Linked DNA regions of Ovis aries: region 2 is linked to region 1. Evidence: chromatin contacts called from public Hi-C data. All regions are on one chromosome and are shown on one strand. The core of a region is the stretch at or near the end of the contact, and the rest is flanking DNA. Distances in the headings are between cores, read along the strand shown. Region 1 has its middle 13 kb from the start of CCDC80. Region 2 overlaps LOC101114747 (cell surface glycoprotein CD200 receptor 1).

Region 1 (4,061 bases), core at 1,178-3,677:
ATGAAGAAACAGTATGTAGCTCATTTTGACAGATTGAAGAAGGCGCTACAGGGAACAGTATAAGCTAAGCTAAGCTAAGTCGCTTCAGTCGCATCCGACTCTGTGAGACCCTGTAGATGGCAGCCCGCCAGGCTTCCCCGTCCCTGGGATTCTCCAGGCAAGAACACTGGAGTGGGTTGCCATTTCCTTCTCCAATGCATGAAAGTGAAAAGTGAAAGTGAAGTTGCTCAGTCGTGCCCAACTCTTACTGACCCCATGGACTGTAGCCCACCAGGCTCCTCCATCCATGGGATTTCCCAGGCAAGAGTACTGGAGTGGGGTGTCATTGCCTTCTCCCAGATCAGATCCTGCTGCTGCTAAGTTGCTTCAGTCGTGTCCGACTCTGTGCGACCCCAGAGATGGCAGCCCGCCAGGCTCCCCCGACCCTGGGATTCTCCAGGCAAGAACACTGGAGTGGGTTGCCATTTCCTTCTCCAATGCATGAAAGTGAAAAGTGAAAGTGAAGTCACACAGTCGTGCCCGACTCTAGTGACTCCATGAACTGCAGCCTACCAGGCTCCTCTGTCCATGGGATTTTCCAGGCAAAAGTACTGGAGTGGGGTGCCATTGCCTTCTCTGAGATCAGATCCTAGCAGACTCTAAATGCAAGGTGAAAGAATATGACTTGTATTGTTGACAGCTGCAAGCCATTAACGGAGTTTGAGTAAGACAGTAAAATGACTGGAGCTGTGAGTTGGAAGAGTAATCATCCTACAACAGTATATCAAATGTATACAAATAAAACACTCTTTCTAATAACATCTCTCATTTGACTTAGCACAGGCCACATTACCTAAAATCTGTACTATAGACATAGGGAAGAGAAACACCAACAGTGTATCAAATGGATGTTAACCACTGCTGCTATGATTTTACTTAAGGCTTTGGGGAAACAGCTTTTGAGGTCTTATTTTTTGGGCTCCTAAATCACTGCAGATGGTGACTGCAGCCATGAAATTAAAAGATGCTTACTCCTTGGAAGAAAAGTTATGACCAACCTAGATAGCATATTCAAAAGCAGAGACATTACTTTGCCAACTGAGGTCCATCTAGTCAAGGCTATGTTTTTTCCAGTGGTCATGTATGGATTGAGAGTTGGACTGTGAAGAAGGCTGAGCGCCGAAGAATTGATGCTTTTGAACTGTGGTGTTGGAGAAGACTCTTGAGAGTCCCTTGGACTGCAAGGAGAGCCAACCAGTCCATTCTGAAGATCAGCCCTGGGATTTCTTTGGAAGGAATGATGCTAAACCTGAAACTCCAGTACTTTGGCCACCTCATGAGAAGAGTTGACTCATTGGAAAAGACTCTGATGCTGGGAAGGATTGAGGGCAGGAGGAGAAGGGAATGACAGAGGATGAGATGGCTGGATGGCATCACAGACTCGATGGACGTGAGTCTGAGTGAACTCTGGGAGTTAGTGATGGACAGGGAGGCCTGGCGTGCTGCAATTCATGGGGTCACAAAGAGTTGGACATGACTGAGGGACTGAACTGGTCTGAACTGAACTGATGTTGGTCCTCTTGAAAGCCAGAGTCCTGAAGCTAACACAGTTGGAGTGGTCTGGGGAACTTGAAGTATTTTTGAACAGGGTTGGCCAATGGCCAATAAATTCATTCAGGTTTCCATAAGATATAATGGAAAAACCCGAATGAACTTTTGAGCCAACCCAATATTTGCTGGTACTGAAGCATAAAGAAAATAAGCTTCCTTTTCTGAATACTATGGAACTCATGAGGTAGATCCAAAACACATATGTGTTTGGTGAAAATAAAGCACTCGGTAATTACATCTCTCATTTGCCTTGCACAGGTCACATTATCTAAAATCTGTACCATAGACAAAGGGAAGAGAGACACCAAGAGGTAAAAACAATTGCTCTGAAAACAAAACTGCTATGACCCACCATTCCAAAAAGTACAAATCCTCTGCCTGCTTTACCCACACATCATCCAATAATGGCTGATCAGAGCAGTTTAATGAAATATTCCTACTCCTGGAACTCCCATGGGCTACAGGCACAGAACAAGCTGACCCTGACTTCCTTCCTCCCCACACTCCAACCTCTCAGAGGCGAAACAGCTGTGGGAGACAATGATGACTGGTCAGCCAATCAACAAACAGCTGACAGCCGACAGGTTCCATTTGTCACTCTGCAGAGGTGGTGGAGGAAGCCAAGTTGCCCCGCCCAGTGTTCAGAAACTTTCAACTGAAAGAGAATAACAGATGTTCATTTAAAAGAACCAACTACAAACCCCAAACATAATTTTATTACACAAATTCATTGCCAGTGAATATTTGGAGAATAAGAACACTTTTGCTAGCCCTCACAGGGTGTCTGGAAGACAGACACAGAGAAGGGTCTACATATTTCTAATCTACGTCTTGTTTCCATGATGAACTCCACAGAGTGTGAGACACTGTCTTGGTATGTCCCACAGAGGAGCTTTCAGGGATTGCTCTGGGTTTGTTTAGAGCCAGGGGAAACAGGGGACTGGGTTTCCTATTCCTAAAACAAGGAGAACTAAGTAGGAGCAAGATAGGTGGCTGAAGACTTTATCCTATTACTTCATGTAAAAGTCATCATGTTAAATAAACACATTTGGAATTAATTTACCAACATAGAGGGAAATGACACTAAGCCACACAGATAAGCCTTTTAAAAATTTAAAGTCCAGTATTTAAAATTCTCTTCATCCGATTAAGCAACCAGCAACTAGGGTTGGGCCCTCAGTGAAGAATGGATTATGTAATACTGTAAAGGGAGGCAGCCAGAGGTTAAGTCCTTTCTTGCAGTGATGAGCAAATAAGTGAAAAATTGCCATCAAGGAGAATGCTACCTTAGGGTCTTTCTTCCAAAGTTGCACTGTGCTGCCTTGGCCCAAATGCCAATGTATTTGTGGTCATCATGTGAGATCATGAGTTCTGTAAAGAGAAAGGGAAATACCAGAAAGGTCAAGAAATGCTGTTTGGATTGATCTTTGGGCTCTTGCCTACATTTGAAGCTCTATCTTATCTGAATCTTCCTCCAAAGCCTTCCTAGCTCAATTAGGAGAAGACCTAAACATCCACCTCTGTGCCAGGATTTCTGACCTTCCTAACTCTCTCCGGGGCATTTCTCTGTGACTAGGGAGGAACCAAATTGGCTTCCAGTAAACTAGAAATTTTGACTGGCCAAAACAGTCTATCTTAATAATTTACTGTTAAGATGGAACTCTGGAGTAGAGATATATTTACTTTAAGAACCCTAGGTAATACCTGTAGAAGAATTTAATCTAAACTAGTACTGGAAAATATAAAGAAAATCTCACAGATGCCCTCAAGGAAGACAAAACATAAGGACTAAGAGTCTAATTACAATAAATGCCTGATTTACAGAAAACTGATGGTGTCAGAATTTTCTGATATGATGGGGGTTGGTCAGAGGTTGTCTCATAACCTTAGGAAGTTTTGTCAAAAGCACAAATGAGAGAGGAGTCAGGTCATGTTGGATCTCACAAAGTGGGTTGGATTGAACTTTGTGTGGCTAGACTGATTTTGTCTGCTCAGAAAGTTTTCAAGGCTGATCTTCATTTGTTTTTCAATTTATTTATTTATTTATTTATTTTTGGTTGCGCTGGGTCTTCGTCGCTATGCTAGGGCTTTCTCTCGTTGTGGTGAGCTACTCTTCATTGCAGTACATGGGCTTCTCATTGCCGAGGCTTCTCTCGTGGAGCACAGGTTCTAGACTTGAGAGCTTCAGTAATTGCAGCCCAGGAGTTCAGTGATTGTGGCTCATAGGCCCTAGAGCTTGCGGGCTTCAGTAGTCATAGCGCATGGGCTTATTTGCCCTGCGGCATGTGGAATCTTCCTGCACCAGACATCAAACCAGTGCCTCTGCACTGGCACGTGGATTCTTACCCACTGCAATGCCAGGGAAGTCCTTTCACTTGTTTTTTATTTTAACTGACTCTAACTGAACTCTCCCCTCAACATCCGCTGCCTATAATACAGCCTCACTTGACTCACCTGTAGCTTGTTGCAAC
Region 2 (4,088 bases), core at 959-3,458, 130 kb before region 1:
AGAACACTCACAAAGTGGACTTTACAGTTTGTTTTGTTTGGATTTAGAGTTAGGGTTCAAGAGAGAATTTATGGTGGTGGTGGTTTAGTCACAAAGTTGTGTCTGACCCCATGGTCTGTAGCCCACTAGGCTCCTCTATCCATGGGATTTTCCAGGCAAGAATACTAGAGTGGGTTGCCATTTCCCTCTCCAGAGAATTTATGGGAGTTCTTAAAAGGATCACAGGACGAAAAAGGAAAACAACACATGAAATATTCATGAGTTTAATTGCTATCTTCAAAGAGTGAATATTACTGTTGTTAAAGATTGAGTTTCACCACGTGCCAAGGACCTCACATGCCAGGTACAGTACATCTAAACTGAGAAACAAGTGTGATATAGAGATTTTAAAAATTGCTCTTTTAAGTCTTACTTTAGTCTTTTTCACAATCTGTATGCAAAAAAAAAGAGACATGAGAGGAAAATTTCCCTGTTTAGGGAAATACACCAATAGTTCAGACAGGGAAAGTAGGGCTCAGGCTGTAGCTTGCATTGGAATTATGAAAACAAAGGGAACTAAAATGATCAGCATAATTTGAAAGTGTTTTTTTTCTGGGATCCAGAAATAGGAATTTATGAATCTCGTGAGGAATCAGGTAAGAGAAGAAATAGAATAGGCCTTAGCTACAAAAGGGGCTTCCCTAGTGGCTCGATGGTAAAGAATCTGCTTGCCATGCAGAAGACCCGGGTTCAATACCTGGGTTGGAAAGATCCCCAGGAGGAGAGAACAACAACCCACTCCAGTATCCTTGAATGGAGAATTCTATGGACAGAGGAGCCTGGCAGTCTACAGTCCCTGGGGTCACAAAGAGTCAGACACGACTGAGCAACAAATACTTTACTTACAAAAAAGAGAATTGGCTGGTCATAAATTCTTTCTGAAGGGATAGCTAAAGAATTTTAGAATTAAAGATGCTTCTCTGTTAATATTTAGTTAAAATCTATTATAGACTTCATGATTATTGGTGCTTTAGAAATGAAGGAAGAGGGAACTCTGCCCACATTCTGGGGGAAACAGAACAAAGAGGGCAGCAGCTGGCAGGCCTTGTGATAAGACCAAGGATGACTACAAATTAGGTGGGAGAGAGATGACAAGAAGCCACAGAGGAAGGCAATGCCTGATTAGGCATTTTCAAAACGCAGGGGAGGGTATTGTACTTCCTCAAACTACACTGGCTACAGCTTGAGTTATTTTATTTGCACATTAAAGGAAAAGATTTTTCCAGAAGATTGGAACTCTTAGGCACTACTGGGAACTGCAAAGATGATTAGAAGTTCACAGTCTACCAATAGTTATTACTTGAACTCTGAACACTTAAGATATATTATGTCCTAATAATAAGGAGAAGAACTCTATAATCTTTGAAGGTTCCGGCTAGATGTAGAGTGTGACATTTTCCTGCCTTCTTCCCAGTGGCTTATAGCTTGTAATTTTCTGAATGAGAAGAAAGAAACAGGGAATCAATTAGAAATATTCAGAAATCCTTAGATTTGTAGAGAGTGTTTTCTTCTTAGGAAACTGCAGACTTTCTCCATTACTAAATAGCCATAAAAGGCCAGAAAGGCAACTCAGCAATTGTGCTCAGTGAGATTCCACAGATGTCCCATGGTGTGTGCTCAGTGAGAGTCCCACAGATGTCCCACCATGTGTGCCCAGTGAGAGTCCCACAGATGTCCCACGGCATGTGCCCAGTGGGAGTCCCAGTGTGTGCCCAGGGAGACTCCCACAGATGTCCCACACTGTGAGCCCAAGGAGAGTCCACAGATGTCCCACAGCATGTGCCCAGTAAGAGTCCCACAGATGTCCCACCGTGTGTGCCCAGGGAGAGTCCACAGATGTCCCACAGCATGTGCCCAGTGAGAGTCCCACAGATGTCCCACGGCATGCGCCCAGGGAGAGTCCCACAGTGTGTGTCCAGTGGGAGTCCCACAGATGTCCCACAGCGTGCGCCCAGGGAGAGTCCCACAGATGTCCCATGGCATGTGCCCAGGGAGAGTCCCACAGTGTGTGCCCAGTGGGAGTCCCACAGATGTCCCACAGCATGCGCCCAGGGAGAGTCCACAGATGTCCCACAGCATTCGCCGAGGGAGAGTCCCATAGATGTCCCACGGCGTGTGCCCAGGAAGAGTCCCACAGATGTCCCAGTGTGCCCAGCAAGAGTCCACAGATGTCCCACAGTGCTCAGATGGGAAGCAGCACCCTCTGCTGTTCTCTCTTTGATATGTGTTCACCTGTCTTCCTGAACAGATCACTGAGCATTTTCTTGTCAGTGCTAGCCTATATGTTTACACTGAGAGCACTATTTCTATCCATTGCCATCTTCCCACATATCCCCAGACAGCATTTATATCTGAAATGGTATCAAAGGGGCAGAGGGCTCCCAATTGACATTGTGGAGGGCAGAATGGAATCTATGCCAGTACAGGACAGTGTATCTCTCTGAACTCCTAGAGGTTGGCATGGTGCCTGGCATTTCTGTGGATTGGATGGCTGGATGAACAGGTGATAGAAAAAGTAGTCAGTTCTAGAAGCAGGGTGTAAAGGGCTAGGATCTCAAGGCGTTATTTAAATTGATTACATCCAAGGCTGCCTATGTGCACTCACTTGCCATATTCTGAGTAAATTTGTTCCTCCATTCATCAAATATTCATTAATTACTTGATATGTGTCAGCCATAACACTAAATTCTAAAAATAAATAAGTAAAATGTGAATCAAATATTAAGTAAAATAAGATCCTTGAAGATTTCACAGTAAAGAAGACAGACATAGGAGTGGATCATTAAAACCCAGAATTGATGTACTAATACAGGTATATACACAGCGCTACAGCAATCAAAGGAAGGAATACTCAGTTCTGACTGAAGGTGTGGCTTGTAGTTAAGGAAAATCACTGGACACATTAGGAGGCTCTCAGCTGCTGCATGAAACAGAAACTAGGGCTCTGACAGGTAATAAGGCCACTAACTATCTTATATGACCTAAATCAAATCCCTTATGACTCTACAGTGGAAGTGAGAAATAGGTTTAAGGGGCTAGATCTGATAGACAGAGTGCCTGATGAACTATAGATGGAAGTTCATGACATTGTACAGGAGACAGGGAGCAAGACCATCCCCAAGAAAAAGAAATGCAAAAAAGCAAAATGGCTGTCTGAGGAGGCCTTACAAATAGCTGTGAAAAGAACAGAGGCGAAAGGCAAAGGAGAAAAGGAAAGATATACCCATTTGAATGCAGAGTTCCAAAGAAAAGCATGGAGAGATAAGAAAGCCTTCCTCAGTGATCAATGCAAAGAAATAGAGGAAAACAACAGAATGGGAAAGGCTAGAGATCTCTTCAAGAAAATTAAAGATACCAAGGGAACATTTCATGCAAAAATGGCTCAATAAAGGACCAAAATGGTATGGACCTAACAGAAGCCCAAGATATTAAGAAGAAGTGGCAGGAATGCACAGAAGAACTTACAAAAAAGGTCTTCATGACCCAGATAATCACAATGGTGTGATCACTCACCTAGAGCCGGACATCCTGGAATGTGAAGTCAAGTGGGACTTAGGAAGCACCACTATGAACAAAGCTAGCAGAGGTGATGGAATTCCAGTTGAGCTATTTCAAATCCTGAAAGACGATGCTGTGAAAGTGCTGCACTCAATATTCAAGCAAATTTGGAAAACTCAGCAGTGGCCACAGGACTGGAAAAGGTCAGTTTTCATTTCAATCCCAAAGAAAGGCAATGCCAAAGAATGCTCAAACTACCACACAATTGCACTCATCTTACACGCTAGTAAAGTAATGCTCGAAATTGTCCAAGCCAGGCTTCAGCAATACATGAACCGTGAACTTCCAGATGTTCAAGCTGGTATTAGAAAAGTCAGAGGAACCAGAGATCAAATTGCCAACATCTGCTGGATCATTGAAAAAGCAAGAGAATTAAAAAAAAAAAGGTCTATTTCTGTTTTATTGACTATGCCAAAGCCTTTGACTTTGTGGATCACAATAAACTGTGGAAAATTCTTCAAGAGATAGGAATACCAGACCACCTGACCTGC

The links. Hi-C and Micro-C count contacts between places; a contact is called where the count stands out from the background.
Region 2: a contact with region 1 is called in a Hi-C map of liver, with 4 times the contacts expected there. The contact joins two enhancer-like sites. A contact is called at or near these places in 11 of 16 Hi-C or Micro-C datasets (blood, hypothalamus, liver and 6 more).

What each region holds. Positions count from the first base shown.
Region 1 is chr1:178,354,362-178,358,422 of ARS-UI_Ramb_v3.0, reverse strand. No RefSeq gene overlaps it. Among named protein-coding and RNA genes, the nearest start is that of CCDC80, 13 kb to the right of the region's middle. Within about 2 kb of position 2,427, at least 15 of the 54 cell types and tissues checked have an H3K27ac peak or open chromatin away from gene starts, as enhancers often do.
Region 2 is chr1:178,486,626-178,490,713 of ARS-UI_Ramb_v3.0, reverse strand. LOC101114747 (cell surface glycoprotein CD200 receptor 1) reads left to right here. Exons shown (of 5, transcript XM_042231364.2): 5 at 1-3,170. Among named protein-coding and RNA genes, the nearest start is that of TRNAY-GUA, 7.4 kb to the right of the region's middle. Within about 2 kb of position 2,208, at least 17 of the 54 cell types and tissues checked have an H3K27ac peak or open chromatin away from gene starts, as enhancers often do.